Regions from separate parts of the Sus scrofa genome. Here region 2 is linked to region 1. Evidence: chromatin contacts called from public Hi-C data. All regions are on one chromosome and are shown on one strand. Each heading gives the region's core, a stretch centred on a gene start, on an enhancer-like site or on the middle of the called end of the contact. The rest is flanking DNA. Distances are from core to core; before and after follow the strand shown.

The links. Hi-C and Micro-C count contacts between places; a contact is called where the count stands out from the background.
Region 2: a Hi-C map of skeletal muscle shows a contact between it and region 1, with 2.4 times the contacts expected there. The contact joins the promoter of MFN1 here to the promoter of ZNF639 in region 1. A contact is called at or near these places in 1 of 5 promoter capture datasets (liver), 6 of 47 Hi-C or Micro-C datasets (alveolar macrophages, heart right ventricle, liver and 1 more) and 2 of 2 datasets of contacts at active chromatin or transcription factors (alveolar macrophages and skeletal muscle).

The regions. Positions count from the first base shown.
Region 1 is chr13:117,368,190-117,371,806 of Sscrofa11.1, forward strand. ZNF639 (zinc finger protein 639) reads left to right here and starts at 2,353. Exons shown (of 7, transcript NM_001244656.1): 1 at 2,353-2,376; 2 at 2,441-2,523. It overlaps KCNMB3 (calcium-activated potassium channel subunit beta-3), which reads right to left and starts at 2,117. Exons shown (of 4, transcript XM_021069862.1): 1 at 1,091-2,117.
Region 2 is chr13:117,404,169-117,407,754 of Sscrofa11.1, forward strand. It overlaps MFN1 (mitofusin 1), which reads left to right and starts at 1,869. Exons shown (of 17, transcript NM_001315732.1): 1 at 1,869-1,980. The coding sequence starts at 1,869. LOC110256374 (a long non-coding RNA gene) reads right to left here and starts at 379. Exons shown (of 3, transcript XR_002337762.1): 1 at 104-379.

The sequences.
Region 1 (3,617 bases), core at 1,103-3,602:
CCAAAGATTTCATAGAAGAGATAAAGTGTCAGCTTGATCTTAGGATAGAAACAAAGGAATGGGATTGCAGGTGTAAGAAATTATGCTGAAACACAGATGAGAAAGAGCCAGAGCTATCTGTAGAATGTGGAGAAGTATTGTACTGTTTGGCCAATATGAGGTCGGTGGGGAAAGCCTTAAGCTTGTGGTTCTTAAAACTGTGATCCTGAGCCAGCAACATCAGCATCACCTGAGAACTTGTTAGAAATACCGCTGCTCCAGTTCCACCCCAGACTTATCCAATGACAAACTCCGGAGATAGAGCACAGACCTTTATATTTTAACAATCACCTCTCAGTCAATCTGGTGCAGTTAAAGCTTGCAAATGAATGCCTTACGAGGTTATTTGAGCATCAGATGAAGCAATTTTATTCTCACAATTTTAATTTCAGGCTGTTATACAAGATGGAGAGAAATAAGAAAAAAGACTATGATAGAGAGAAAAAGTCATCTTATATCCCAAAACAAATTACAGATCAACTAAAAAGTAAAAGTAAAAAAATGCAACTAGATATTGGGTAGAATAAAAGATTATTTCGGCATAAGGCCAACAACAGAACCTGTAAAGGAAAAGATTAATAGACTTGATTGCACGACAATTTTAAATGTTTAAGCCATTAACAAAATTAAAAATTAGAAACAACAAACTGGAAAGAAATATATACAACATATATCTCAGATAAAACGCTAAAAACCTCATTTTTTAAATAAGGATAAACAGCCTGGGGAAAAAAAATGAGCAAAGGATATAAACTCAAAATTCACAAAAGAAATACAAATAGTCAAGAATGGAGTAAATATTCAAGTTCATAAAAAACAAGTGTTTTGACTTTTGGCAAATTATGCTCAGAAATTGAGACTGTCTTCGCCAGTAATTTATTTAACACAGGTTCACTTCAGGAGTTACAGTAATATTTCACTGGATAATGTCTCTTAAAAAGCCAAAAAAAACCAAAAAAAAAACCCTACTCCAAACCGGTGATAAATTACAATATTGTTTCAGATGGAGGAGAGGTGAAAGAAATAAAAGCTAAATTTAGTTGAGGTGTACCTTTTCTACTAGTTGGTTCTCAGAAGAGTCGGCTTAGCCAACCAAGAGCTGATGTCCAGCTGCCAGCACAAATCAAAAGTCCCATGCAGCCAGAGCACGACGGTAGTTAAACGAAGGCATTGGCGCTGGCAGGCAAAATGATCTCCTTCCCAAGATCCGCGCATGGTTTTCACCACTGCTGGCAAAGCCTTAAAAAATGGCTCCCTAACGCCCCCTTGTGGCTATCACCTCAGCAGATGAAGAGAGCCTGACTACCTCAGAGGAGGGAAGGATACACAAGGTTCTTTACAAATTCCACAAACTTGGCAATTCCGTGCCGGATATAAACTATACTAGGATTAAAAGATGCCTCTAAATCTCTTCGTCTTTGGTTCGGGCCATGCCAGCATTCGTAAATATTCGTTTATTTGGGCTGAGCACACACATGAAAGTTATGAGACAGTAAAAATTAAGTATCCCAAACTGGTCTCTTTCAAGTATGGCTTTATATCCTGGGAGATAGTTGAAGGGATCAGTGAGATCTATGATTATTTCGTTACGGTGGCTGCTTGGTTAATATGTGGTAGTCAGAAAAAGCACAGTGGATGAGCGGATAAAAAGACAGATTGACCTTGGGCACACAATAATGCCTATGGGCTTCATCATTCACTTAATTATCTGAACCGGTACAGAAGCTACAAAAATGAATAAAACCTAGTCTCTTACCCTCACAAACTCACTTTACCAATTGCGAATTGGAGCTAACCTCAACTCCTTGTCAAAAAAAATTAAACATGTGACCACACCCCGTTCACAAGTTTATTTATGCTTAATTTAATCCTCTCTACATCTGCTCCTAGAAACCCAAGGTCGGAAAAGGAGTTTAATCCAGTCCACTATAATTTCACATTCATTCCACCAAGATTTTTTGTCAGGGAATCCCGCTAAAGCCTAACAATGACTCTCTATCTTTTAAGAGTTTCACCCTCTAGTTCCGTGGACAGCTGCCCTTTTCGTCCCCAACAGGCGGCGGCCCCACGCATTGCCTAACCCGAGCAAGACCTTTCTCGCACGTCCCCTGGAGGAGCTGGGTGGGAAAAGGGCGGCTGGCGCGCTTAGCTTCTCCCACTTCTTCCGGAAGGGAGGGAGGGCTGGTGGCAAACTGGCCTAAGTTCCTTCGGCAGGGCGGCGGGGAGCAATTGTAGAGGGTGGAATCACTCGCCTGTTTCGGGAGGGGCGGTCCCTCGCCCAGAAGGGACGTGCAGAGGCGCGGAGGTGCCTGCAGGGGGCGCGGGCCGCCGGGCCACCCCTGGGGCTGGAGGCCGGTGGTCCCTCCCAGGCCGGTTATGTACTGCAGCCACGCCGCCGGATCCCCGGCCCTGACTCTCACCTAGTCACCTCCCCTCCCTCTCTGCGGACCTGGGAGGTGTGCGGCGCAGGCGCGGAGCGAGGCGGTGAGTGCGGCCTCTGAGCTAGGCCCGGGGCCTAGCGGGCTGGGCGTAGGGCGCGCGGGGAGGGAGTGGGGCCAGCCCCGCTGAGCGCCCGGGAGCGCGAGGGCCGGAGCGGCGCTGCCCGCGGGCAGGGCCGCGCGGCCTCTCCGCCCGCCCTCGGGCGCCTGGGCTGCCGCCGCCTCGGAGCTGCGCCTGGGATGGCTAGGCGGGCCTAGGGCACTGGTGAGTGTGAGGGCGGAGCGGGCCGATCGGGTGCAGCTTCCTGCGGGAGAGAGCAGGGAAGACCGGATGGCGTCTTTTAAACTGAAATCCTGCTTTCGTTTTCTGGCGGGATGGCGCTCCCCTCCCCCATTCCGAAGGCAGTTCCACCCCCTGCGAAGACTGCCTCTGCCCCCCGCGGCTTTTTTCTGAACGCTGACTTTGGGGTCGGGGCTTGGGAAGCCCCGCTAGTCGCCGGGCTGCGGTGGGGCGGGTGCGTGGCGCGGAGATGGAGACGGCTGCGTCCCGGTGGTTCTTGCGCGGCCCCTCCGGGCGTCTGGCCCCAAACGCCACGCTGGCCCTCAGGCCTTGCTGGGTGGCATCTTGACCCTCCGGCGGCGCATCCTGTGCACGCACGGAGAACCGCAACCTTCAGGCGAAGGTCCCGGCTCTACGTCTCCAGCCAGTAGTCTAAGCCACTTGTTAGGGTGCCTATAACCCCTTTTGGTTTTGTTTTTCAGTACAACCTAGGGACACGAGTTATTTGAAGCAGGTTATTTCTTAGCAAAGAGAAAAGCAAGAACGGACACTAAGTTGGATATATAGCGGGCACTAGTTCAAGTTTTCCTGTCGCATTTTTTTTATTTTCATTTCTTTTAAAAATCTGGAAAATATATGCTTGTTTCAAAATGAGGGTAGAAAAGAACATGCTTTTAAAACTCTTTAGGGTAAATCTGTAGGGTTTTTTTTTTATTGTAAATGCTTGTCTTATGTTTATACCAAATAGGAAGAGAATATTTACATTGCACGAAAGGCTTCAGAAAGGTTGAACTATTTAAGTGGTGACTGCCTGTTATCTGTAGTGTGTTTTGTATGCAGACGTTCTTATTGTTGAAAAA
Region 2 (3,586 bases), core at 619-3,118, 35 kb after region 1:
ATGAATCAGAATCTGCACTTTAACAAGATCCCTACATACAAAATTCCTAAGTACAAAATTTGAGAAGCACTAGTCAAGGATACATCAATTTTCTAATTCTCACCTCTAATACAACAAACACACACAGCTGTGCTCCAACCTCAAGAAGAGGGTGGTGATGAGGTCAAAAAGTTTTCCTTTATTGTTGCTGGCCAGGAAGCAGGAATCCTTGTCTGGGACCCCCAACTCCACCTCATCTCGCTCCTCTTCCTTTCAGGTCTTCCTCATTAAAGCAGCCACTGGCAGATAGCTATGCCTAGGCTGGGCAGTTTGGGAAACTTTTAAGGGAAAGTGTGGACAAGCAGAAGTTCCGGATAACCGTGAAAACGTTTTTGTGGAAGCATTCCCTACCTCAACTCCTTGACTTCTGCCCTTAAGAAAAATGGCGCTCCGCGTACACGCACTTCCGGTTACGGAGCCAAACAAAATCGGGGAGGGCAGGAGACCGGAAGTGACTGTCCTCTCGCCTCTCCTCCCGCCTCCTCCCAGTCTTCCACCTTCTCTTGGGAGAATGAGGCGGGTTGAGGGCTGTGGCCGAGCTGCGGTTGCTGGGTGACAAGTCGGACCTGAGACAGGGTGAGTGCTTGTCGCCTCGGCTACTTGCGGGTTCCCTGCTCGGGGTGACCTTCTTCTGGCCCGGGCTGTGGGGCGGGGAGTCGTGCGCGGGGCGCTCTGTGACGAGGCGCCGCCGCGGTCCTGCGGAAAGGAGCGAGCCAGCGGGGTCGTGAGCGGGGCCAGAGGCCGGGTCAGGCCCGCAAAGTCCGCGAGCCCGAAGCCCGCGCCCCCGGTGCGGCGGAGAGTCTGGCTGCGAGCCCTGCTGGCGGAGCTCCCGCGGCCCGTGTGGAGGGCGGGGAAGGCCCTTTCCTAAGGTAGGTGTTCACACCCAGCTGAACCGGGTTGTTGCCCTCTCTGTACTTTCTCACGCGGCTCCTTCATTGACGCTTTGGAAGGCTCAGCCTTCTTTACGGACATTCTGCTCCATTTTACACACATGCACACCAGGGTCAGACTGGTTTGTGATCGCTTTTGTTTGGTATCTTTTCATGAAAAGCTGTCATAATTTTTTTTTAATTTATATTCCTTTAAGTTCTTGGTACTATGGCTTGCTTTAAGGTTTGCCTCCTTATTTGTTGTGTTGAGAACTGCTGCTTTTTAAACGTTTGTATTGCATTATGATCTTGGAATTCATTTCCTTGCTCTGCATATCCACCTCCACCCAACCAGAGGTCCAGGTTGAGAAACTTAGTGTTTGTGAACTTGGCTTCATCTCACTCATCCTGTTCCCAGATGTAGTTAAGAATCAGAATTTAGCCAGATTCATTGTCAGTAAAGGGAGCTAAAGTAGAAATTGCAACCAAGATTTTGGCCAACAGAGTTCATTTATTTTAATGGAATATCACCCCAAAGTAGTCTTTGACTAAAACACCTTTCCCCCCCAAAGAACAGTCATCTAAAAGTTTTTTGGGGAGTTCCTATAGTGGCTCAGAGGAGACTAATCTGACTGGCATCCATGAAGGACACATGTTCAATCCCTGGCCTCTTTCAGTGGGTGAAGGATCTGGTGTTGCCACGAGCTGTAGTGTAGGTTGCAGAGGCAACTTGGATCTGCTGTGGCTGTGGCTGTGGTGTAGGCCAGCAGCTGTAGTTCTGATGGGACTCCTAGCCTGTAAACCTCCAAATGCCGCAGGTTTGACCCTAAAAAAGACAAAAAAGAAAAAAAAAAAAAGTTTTTTGGAAGTTTTGTTAAGGAGAATATGTTGCTGGAAAGTGCCCTTAATTCAGATGTCTTTTATCATCAAGTTTAATTTGTACTTTTTATTTTCAGCATAATGGCAGAAACTGCTTCTCCACTGAAGCACTTTGTGCTGGCTAAAAAGGCAATTACTGCAATCTTTGAACAGTTACTGGAGTTTGTTACTGAAGGATCACATTTTGTTGAAGGTTAGTTCCTCTAAATTTTTCAAATAATTACTTTTGAAAATCCATAAAGGTGCTTTATTTTTTCAGCCTGGGTTACTGAATACATGTAGGGCTTTGTAACACATAAAACCCACCACTTTTCTGCCCACCAAGTGAGGAAGATTGACTTATATTAATAGCAACTAAGAAAAAAGTGCTTGTGTGTGAGGTACTGTTCTAGGCATTTTATTGTATTATTAACTCAACTCTCAAATCAGCACTGAGACAGATTTTAATCTCACTTATTTTAAAGATAAAGGAACTAAGGCACAGAAAAGTTAAGTGACTTAGCCAAGATCACATAGCTGGTAAATGCCCAGACTAAAAGCCGGGTAGCCCACATTGAATCAGTATACTTATCTTCCTTATCCACTTAGCAGGTAAACTAAGATCTCAGACAGACCTGTCTTATCCTCTCAAATGAGGCTGGGATGCAGTGGGAAAAGGGCAAAAGGAGTTATCTTAACGTGGGTGTAGCTATTCAAATAGAGGTGATAATGTCATACTCTATGGTATATTACTTTAGAGATAATGTTGACCTTCAAGCATACAGTGAAAAGGGAGGGGTTCTGTAAACTCTGCTGACTGTGGGAAAACATTTGGTAGAATCAAACTTCTTTTCCTAATCCCTTTTCACTAGATTTTGAATTCCTAGAGAGTGCGAATCCTGCCTTATCATTCTCTCCCTGTCACCAGATCTGACACAATTCAAGTTTTGTTGAATAAGGGAAAAAAGTACTGGTACAGAATCTTGATTTTTCAATTTGGAAATAATTTGAGCTGACACAGTGACTTTGAATAGTATTTTATTCTAAAAATTTAAAATAAAGTGAAAAGGAAGTTAAATTTAACATCTGTATATTGAGCCTGTTAAGTAGGTTAAGTATTATGTAGGAGATAATGAAATGGCAGCTGTAGAATGTAAATTGGGTTCACTTTGAGCCAGTAGACACAACCAAGCCAAAGATCAGGACAAAGAAGGATTTATTACTTGCAGCAATTTAGGAGAACACTGGGGATCTTTCCTGCAGCTCTGTCTCTCTGAACAGCAAAATTGGGGAAGTTTTAGGCTAAGAGTACGTACATAATTCAAGTGGCTTGAGTGGAGGAGAATTCAGGGGAGAATTGGGGCAAAGATCAACAGAGTCCAAGTCTTGGTTGATTGAAGTGAGGAGGGTCAGCGTCATCACTTGGTTCTCTGCCTGAATAGGGGCCTTAGTTCCTGCAGAACTCATGTATGTTATTATAGGATTTGTCTTGTGGTGCAGCGAGTTAGGGATCCAGTGTTGTCACTGCAGCTGCTCAGGTTGATGCTGTGGCATGGATTTGTTCCCTGGCCCCGGAACTTCCGAATGCTGCCAGTGTGGAGAAAAAAAAAGATTTATTCTTAACATATATCTCTTGAGGAGGAACTGGGACTCTGCTTTATCACTGTACTCTTGTTTGACTTCTTTTTCTCTGTTCCTGCATTCATTCCCTGCCCTTAAGATCTTTGATTACTAAGACCTGTTAAGGGCAGGCATTGTGGTTAGGCTTAGATCACAAAGTGGCTTAGGCCAGAATGTCTTCTCTTATGTCAAAAAAGCCA